2 separate regions of the Mus musculus genome follow, and region 1 is linked to region 2. The links are chromatin contacts, called in public HiChIP or PLAC-seq maps. All regions are on one chromosome and are shown on one strand. Each heading gives the region's core, a stretch centred on a gene start, on an enhancer-like site or on the middle of the called end of the contact. The rest is flanking DNA. Distances are from core to core; before and after follow the strand shown.

What was found. HiChIP or PLAC-seq counts read pairs in DNA pulled down with a chosen protein or histone mark.
Region 1: a contact with region 2 is called in an H3K27ac HiChIP or PLAC-seq map of embryonic stem cells, with 11 read pairs. The contact joins the promoter of Napepld here to the enhancer-like site in region 2. A contact is called at or near these places in 10 of 39 promoter capture datasets (the 3T3-L1 cell line, 3T3-L1-derived adipocytes, the C10 cell line and 7 more), 1 of 15 datasets of contacts at CTCF or cohesin (CD8 T cells), 29 of 484 Hi-C or Micro-C datasets (B cells, CD4 T cells, CD8 T cells and 20 more), 15 of 115 datasets of contacts at active chromatin or transcription factors (CD8 T cells, the SCID.adh cell line, acute myeloid leukemia and 8 more) and 3 of 9 other capture datasets (adipose tissue, liver and pancreatic islet).

Annotation. Positions count from the first base shown.
Region 1 is chr5:21,699,730-21,703,582 of GRCm38.p6, forward strand. Napepld (N-acyl phosphatidylethanolamine phospholipase D) reads right to left here and starts at 1,667. Exons shown (of 5, transcript NM_178728.6): 1 at 1,476-1,667.
Region 2 is chr5:21,665,155-21,669,425 of GRCm38.p6, forward strand. Napepld (N-acyl phosphatidylethanolamine phospholipase D) reads right to left here. Exons shown (of 5, transcript NM_178728.6): 5 at 1-208. The coding sequence ends at 74. Among named protein-coding and RNA genes, the nearest start is that of Gm51277, 6.6 kb to the right of the region's middle. Within about 2 kb of position 2,482, at least 21 of the 459 cell types and tissues checked have an H3K27ac peak or open chromatin away from gene starts, as enhancers often do. A contact at or near this core is called in embryonic stem cells, granulosa cells and uterus, where this site is marked.

The DNA.
Region 1 (3,853 bases), core at 417-2,916, 34 kb after region 2:
TATGCAGCAGAGGATGGCCTAGTTGGTCATCAATGGGAAGAGAGACTCTTGGTCCTGTGAAGGTTCTATGCTCCAGTGTAGGGGAATGTCAGGGCCAGGAAGCGGGAGTGGGTGGGTTGGGGAGCACGGGGAGGAGGGAGGAGATAGGGGGTTTTTGGAGGGGAAACCTGGAAAGGGGATAACATTTGAAATGTAAATAAATATCTAATAAAAATAAAAAATAAAAAATCATCAGTTTTGGAATCAGAATCTGTCTGATCGAGTTTGGAATTGTGGGTGGAAAAGGAAACATGATAAATACACTAGAGATGTTTGTCTCTTGGACACTTGCTATATAATTCGTGAAGGGATGAAGCCTGTAAAAATATTAACAAAATAAAATCTTTGAAAATTATGACTGTATTTCCAATTGACTTACACCCATTTCAAACCCTCGATTCCTCTTAGATTCTGATTTTAAATGCACATTTTTGCCCTAAATCTTTAACAGAGCTAACATTTCCTTACAACAAAAATCAAACTATTTTTTTTAATTAGACTGTTGTAAGATACAAGTAATCACCCTTTTAAAGATTATGTAACTTCTTTCTAAATCATGTTGTTACCACTAACTTCTACCCAATGTGACAAAACAGAACTGTTATACGTCCATCTGTTAATAAAGATGAAAATTATTTCTTAATTTAAGAGAAGTGTGTTGCAAAAGTGGCTTTCTGACTTCATGCTAAGCCAAAACCACCCATGCAAGTCACAGCATAACAACGTATAAACAGCCTACAGTAAGGGCAAAGCAAGAATCCCAGACTTTTTTTTTTTTATGTTGTTGACTTTTCTCAATCCCTTAATGTTTTCTGGGTCTGACTGTTAGTACACATTATCCAGGTTCCACTGGAGACCTTGAACGCATATTCACAACAACCGGGTTCATACCGCGCTCCTTGGGAAGAGGAGTCCATATGAACCGCCATCAAGAATAGCCGATCTAATGAGCAAACACAGTACAAAAGAAAGAAAAGGAAAAAGAAAAGAAAGAAAAAGGTCTATTGCCATCCTTCTCTAATCCCGCCTCGTACTTTTATTCATTCTGTGGTTAAATAAGTTACTCTTACTTTAAGAAAAACGGCAATAATGCTTTGGGGATGGATTTTTTTAGGACATAAATACTACACCGAAGCTGAAATAAGTTGCTCTGAGCAAGTTGTGGACCCCATTCATTTACATACAACCAAATGAAGATACACCCACTTGTATTCCTATCGTGGAGCTGTAACCAGGGAGTCTGCAGCAGGAAGGGTAGATCTTAAATCCCAAATACAGCTACTTCCCTCTGGGCGCCTAAAAACGCGGTGGCTCTTCACGTAAGCGGATCCAGAGATGCAAGCTCCGCAACTCCAGAGGTGCGGTAATTCAAAAGAAGCCTGCCACTCACAAGTGCATCTCCAGGAGGAGGCAGGGCTTGGGTGCTAGAAACCTACTCGAAACCCGCTGCACTTCACCGAGGTATCCGAACAGCCCCAGAAAGGCTGTTCCACGCAGATATCGAGACTAAGGAGCAAACCAACGAAAAGGAACCGCGGTCGCCGAACCGCCTCCCGCGAAGATCCAGGCTAACAGCAGGGAGGCTCACCCGCAGGCGCTCAGGTTCCCGGGAAGGCGGCGCGCTGTATGTGGGCGGGGCCATGCCGGTGGGCGGCGCTGGAAGGCGGGGGGCGGAGTTGGTTAGAGGGCGGGATGAAGCGAGGCTGCTGGACGGAGCGGAAGCTCGAGGGGCGGAGCCATCTTGCGAGGGTGGAGCGAAGGGGCGGGCTCACCTTGCGCGGAGCGCAGGCAGGCGCGCGCTGCGTCGCGTCTCCTCGCCTGAGGGCCTCGGCTCTGCGGGCCCAGCCGCTCTACGCCCTCCTCCCGCGTCTCTCCTCCCTCGGCCCGGCCACCCCAGCTCCGCTGAGGACACCAACAGCTGCACGCAGCGCCTCAGCACGCGCCGCCTCCCCATCTTTGGTGGCGGTCGTCTCTGACCATGCGGTCCCAGGCTGCAGCCGGGTCATACCGGGAGCCACCCCCTGCCTGGCCTTTACCAAGATGGCTGCCCCGGAGGACAGAGGCGCAGAGGCCTCGAGGCCATCTTGGTAAAGTCCGCGCAGCGAGCAGAACTGATACCGCAAAGCTCTCTGACCAGTTTGGCTCCCAGCCTTCCAGGTCACGTGAGCTCATTCCTTGACAGTTGCTAAACCCAGAAGAATCTGGTTGCCCAATGTGCCTGTCGTGGCCCACTATGTACAACAGCACTGACAGTCTTGACTAAAGAGCTCGGTTACAGACACTGATTATATATAGTGAGTACTGAGTATAAATGGCTCCACTACCTTGTGTACTCAGTTACATTTTAAATTATGTCAGCCTTCGGCATATAATGTTCTAAATGTCTGGCTTTTTGAAATCTCAGGATAAGATCAAAACATAAAATTACAATTCTGAAATTCTTAACTGGTTGAAATTATTTCAAGAGATAACTTGCAAAGTCATACAGAATTCAATGGTAAATAGATAGGCTGACAGTTTAAATACTCTTGAAGGTCTTTGTGAGATATATTCATAGACCAGAACTAAATAGATTGTGTCTGAGATTGTGTTAGCAAAAAGAAAAGAAAGACCAGGCATTAGTACAGATACGCTAGGAATATGCAAACCAAACTATAATGCATTTAGAAAGTGACTATAGCTATCTAATACTGCAGGACACTATCGATGTATACTTGATTTCCTCAGGGTAGTTTGCAGTTGTAACTGATTGTTTTCCTTTTGCTAGTTTTAAGTGTAAAACTAGCAAAAGTTTAAAGTTTATTCCTGATAGCTCTTTTGCGCCTGGGTGGGGCTGAATAATTCTCGACATGCATTAGCAAATTTTAAAAAAGAAGGGAAGACACACTTCAAATTCAACCCCAAAGGACAGACTGCTATTACTGCTTCGATTCCTAGCATCCTTGCTAGGGAACTTTAAACATGTCATTTCTTGCCCTTATTCCATCAGTCACTGTGAACACATTTTATATACACAAAAAATGGGTCTGCATTGTCATGCTGTTTGGATAAATTTCTGATACAATAATGCTTAAATCATTTGACTCTTCTAAGAAGAAATATTCTGGGTTTCACAACCACAATAGCATTTTCATACAAAAGTAAAAGGTTTAGTTTGACATGCCGCCATGTTCACAGAGTAGTTACCTCAGCACAAGATATGAGTCTATGAGTCAGAAAATGAAAATGGAGTGCCTCTTAGCATGGTGGAGAGAGGAGTCCTCAGGGAGCTAGTGTTTTAGATAAGCAAGGCCAGTGTGTGTCGGGAAGGATCACAGTATGCAGTAAGGTTTGTTTTCCCAACCCAGCAAACACTACAGAAGTTTCAGAACTATGGAAGAATTCGTTGTTTTCCCTAGAGAAACCAAAGGAAGCAAATCAGTACAACAAATTCTATCCTGCAGAGCAAACCCTCTCCAGTTTGTTCTCCTTCACTTAGGACAGAATGAACATTGCACCCTAAGCGTTTTACTCATGGTTTAATTTTAGACTCTGACCTGCTGAACTGAGTGAGTTTTATTTGCCTTTCCTATTTATGTCTCTCTTAGGAAGTGGAACACTCAGAACGTAAGGCTAACTCTTCGTTTTCTGAATTGCTCATTTTTAATAAAGATGAGTAAATTTACACAAGTCCCTAAAAGTAGCTAATGACCAATGTAATTTTTTTTCCTGAAGGCCAACACTAGAGAATTATTTCTAGAAGACTTTAATATCAGATCTGTATTTATGGAGCTACCAACTCAAAGATTTCCTAACTATTAAAAAATATAGGCAA
Region 2 (4,271 bases), core at 1,232-3,731:
TTGTTTCCATGTGAAAAGTGTCATAATATTTGTGAATTTCTTAGTCTTTTGTTGTCACTGAAAATTCCTAGTTTCATGTTTCTTCAAAAGCTCTATCATCGGTATTCAAGTATCTCGACTCTCCATGCTTCAGTATGAAGAAATCCTCACAAGAAAGTCCGTATCTCTCTAGAGCTTCATTCAGTTTCACTGGCGGCTCTAGGTAATGCTGGAAGTGATGGCAAAAAAGGGACACTTAGAATCCAGACACTTGATGGCTATTCCAAACAAGCACTCAAACGGAAAATAAAATCAAAACACCAAAAGTTGCCCACATAAAACAATCCCCTTTTCTTTGAATGAACCATTTGCAAATCAGACAAACACGTCTTCTTACCCAACGGAAGCCGTTAATTACTAAGTCACTAGAACTGTTGACTGCTGGATAGAAATGAGTCCATCCAAAGTCTGTGTGCACATGGGCCGCCTTGCATCGGTGGCATTAGATTACACAAAAGCTGATCATCTCAGGATACATTTCAGTGTAACTGGAATCAATACCAAGAAATGATACTAGAGGACTGGATGTTAACATTTAAGCATCTGGGGCTCTGCAATCTGTGTTTGTGTGAACAAGCAAATATTTTTGGATGGAGAAGGGTGGTATCCACAAAGCCCCCATGAACAAACCATGTCAGAGGATGAAGGTGGCCCCTGAAAACAGATACTGCAGCCCAGTCCCCTGACTCCCCACGTTTCCTCAGTGATCTTAGCACCATAAAAAATGGCACAATAGAGGCTGGCAAGATGGCTCAGCGGTTAAGAGCACTGACTGCTCTTTTGAAGGTCCTGAGTTCAAATCCCAGCAACCACATGGTGGCTCACAACCACCCATAATTGAGATCTGACTCACTCTTCTGGTGTGTCTGAAGACAGCTACAGTGTACTTACATATAATAATAAATAAAGCTTAAACAAAATGGTACAAAACACGCTCCAGAATGTTTTTTGCACACTTGAATACTTTCTTAAAAAGTTTGAAGTGTCTTGGCAAAATGCCTGGCAGGCAAAGATACTAGATTTCAAACCCGGAGCCCTGAGTTAGATCCCCAGACCCACATGGTATACGAATAAAATTGACCCTCTCGACCTCTACATCCATCCTGTGGTGCCCATGCTCCGTACAAACACCCAATGTAAATTATTTTGAAAGTGCAGACCACTTGAACATAGAATGAAATTGTTTTTACAAAGAAATTTAAAGTATGAAAGTAAACAACTTAATTTGTTTTTAAAATACAATTTTTGGAAGGGCTGTGAGAAATGGCTCCGTGGTTAAAGCACTGGTTGCTCTTCTACAGGACCAGGCTCCATTACTAGCATCCCGAGGTGGCTGAAAACTGTTTGTAACTCCAGTCCCATCAATCAGATGCCCTCTTCTGGCCCTCTTGGGCACCAGGCACAGGTGTGGTACACAGACATATATGCAGGCAAAACACTCATGCACATAAAAACATTTTTAAAAACACATAGAAAACTAGAGAATCGTTGTGATGTAGTAAAAAGAACAATTTAAGAGAAATATATAGCTACACCACCAGAGGTATAAGCACACTAATAAATATTATTTCTACTAATTATTAGAGAATTTCATACACGTGTACAATCTATTTCAATAACATCCACTCCTTATCCCCTCCCTCATCTCCTCCCAGTCCCGCCCCATTCCAACTTCATCCCCCTTTTTAAAAGTTATTTCCCTTCTGACCTAAATCTCTATGCTGTATAATAGCTTTTTTTTTTCTTAATGGATTCGAAGTTTCTTTTTCCCTACCTACTTAGAAAGGTAACATTTAGAAGTTAAAAAACAAGTCAACTTTTCTGAACTAGTCGCCAGTGGGGAGTCTGTCTGTCCCCTTCTGTGAAGACTGTCTTCTAGGTATCTACAGAGCATGCCAGCTCATGAACCAGACAAAAGTCTTACCCTTCTAATACAGAGACCAACACAAAGGGAAATAAAAAGGGAACAAAGTGCTGGAAATGGGGTCTGTCTTAAAGACAATAATCTCAGGGGCCCTCCCAAGAAAGCCCCCTCTAAGCATACACCCAATAGCTTGGGCTGCTCAGGGCACTGTAGGCAAGCAGGTTTTCACCCCAAACATGAGGCTCCCAGGTCACGCTGTGCTGTGATTTGATTCAAATTGTAAAGGTCTTCTATAGAAATGAGCAGAGTGCACCGGACAATGTGTGGGATGAAGGCTGAGCTGTCTGTGAGGGTGAAGAGGGAGGCGGTTCTGGCTAGAGGAGGAGACAGCTTATATGTAAATATGACTGGGGAAGGAGCTGATCTAGAAAGGTGAAAGAATCCAGACAGTAGGAAGATTAAGGGACAGGAAGAGCTCCTTCACCAAGCCCCAGTTTACATTCCCCACTGACTTTAGACACAACTAATAAATCCACAGTAAAGACTGCCTGCACAGCAATTCTACTCTTTCCTGAGCAGCATCACAACAGGAATAAGGCAGCTAATGAACAGTCAGCCAGCAGCAGTTAAGGCAGCAGTTAAGCCAGAAGAATGCTATAAACTTCTATAACTTTCTAATACTCCATCTACTGAGCCATCTGTCCAGCCCCAAGCTTATCTTTCTGAATGCCTACACTTGAAATCTGCCCACGGTGTTTACTGCTTCTTAATATTGAGTCACCCTGATTCTGATCTAACCTGCAATTCTCTTCTGTGACTTACGATCCCAGCTACACAGGAGTCAACAACGTCTCTAGAAGCAACTCCTCAGACTGCCCAGCAGGAGTGCTGGGCTGCGTCTCCTCATTGCAGGATGGGGCCAGGCCTGCTGCCTGCAGCACTCAATCCTTTCCAGGAGTGATGAGAAAATCAACAAAATATAAAAGCCAGGAAGCTTTTCTTGGGGCTTAACATATAATGTGGGTATTTTCCTCTCTGTTTATTTCCTGCCTGCAGCTATGTTTAGAGGGTCGCTGACAGCGTTCAACCAACTACTAAATAATTAGGTGTTGCAGCCTATTTGATCACACTGTGAATCCCAAGATTGTGTTATTTACTGAAAAAACCCTGTTTCTAGTTGTGGTGTGGCTCAACCTTAGCACACACCTTTCATCCCTCTGGCTGGAATACAGACACATCCTTACTACACACCTTTAGTCCCAAACAATGAAGGTAACATTAGTTTGTAGAAGGAAGCACCCATGTTTGAAAGTGATGTCTAATTGAATGGCAGAAAAAGTGATGAATCAGAGAAAGTTTTGACAGAATAGGATATGCCCAGCTCTCAGAAGAGAGAGGAAAGGGAAGCTACTTAAGAGAGCAGGAGAGAGAGGGGGGGGGGGAGGGAGGGAGGGAGGGGAGAGAGAGAGGGGGGGGGCAGTTTTAAAAGAGGACAATCAATCCCAGCACTCGGGAGGTAGAGGCAGGAGGATTTCTGAGTTCGAATCCAGCCTGGTCTACAAAGTGAGTTCCAGGACAGCCAGGGCTACACAGAGAAACCCTGTCTCAAAAAACAAACAAACAAACAAACGAACAAAAAAGAGGACACTCACACAGAGACAGGTTATGGGAAGAACAAGTTAGATACAGGTGAAGACAGAATGAGCCAGCGAATGAGAAGGAGCCAGAAGATTGGAACAGGTTGCTAGGGTTAGTGTGAAACCAAGTAGAGCAATTCAGGAGAAAAGAGCAAGAAGCCAGATTGAATCAAGTCAGATTGGAGAGGAATTTTGAGCTAAGACAGCTGAGTTGAACCAGCCAGGTAGAGATGAAAAAGAACTACATAAGGGTGAACTTATTCAGTAGCCAAGTCTCAGAGGCTGAAAACATTCTAGGCCTAGATAAGATTGCATGGAGGCTGGAAGCTTCCAAGACCAGGCATAGGTTAGAAGACAGAGGTAGTAAACCTCGGAGACAGCAATTACATCAGGCAAACAAAAGATAATTTTACAATTCAGGCTTTTACTAAGCTTTATTTATACTGTATTCTTCGAGACAATTCAGCACGATGTTTGAAGGCTTAATAGTGAAATGGGTCTTGACATCTGAGGTTTAGATCTTCTCCCTGTCTCTCCATCTCAGCAAAGAGCCCTCCCTCGTGACTGCCCATCACTGAGGCTGAGTCGTCAGGCTTTCCTTTACAAAGGCTTAATAAATACTACTATTCCATCTAGGTCACTGACAGGATACCCATGGGATGTCCACACACACAACCACACAGAGATGGCAGAAGAAACTGCCATCAAATGGCAGTATACGCATGCAACAG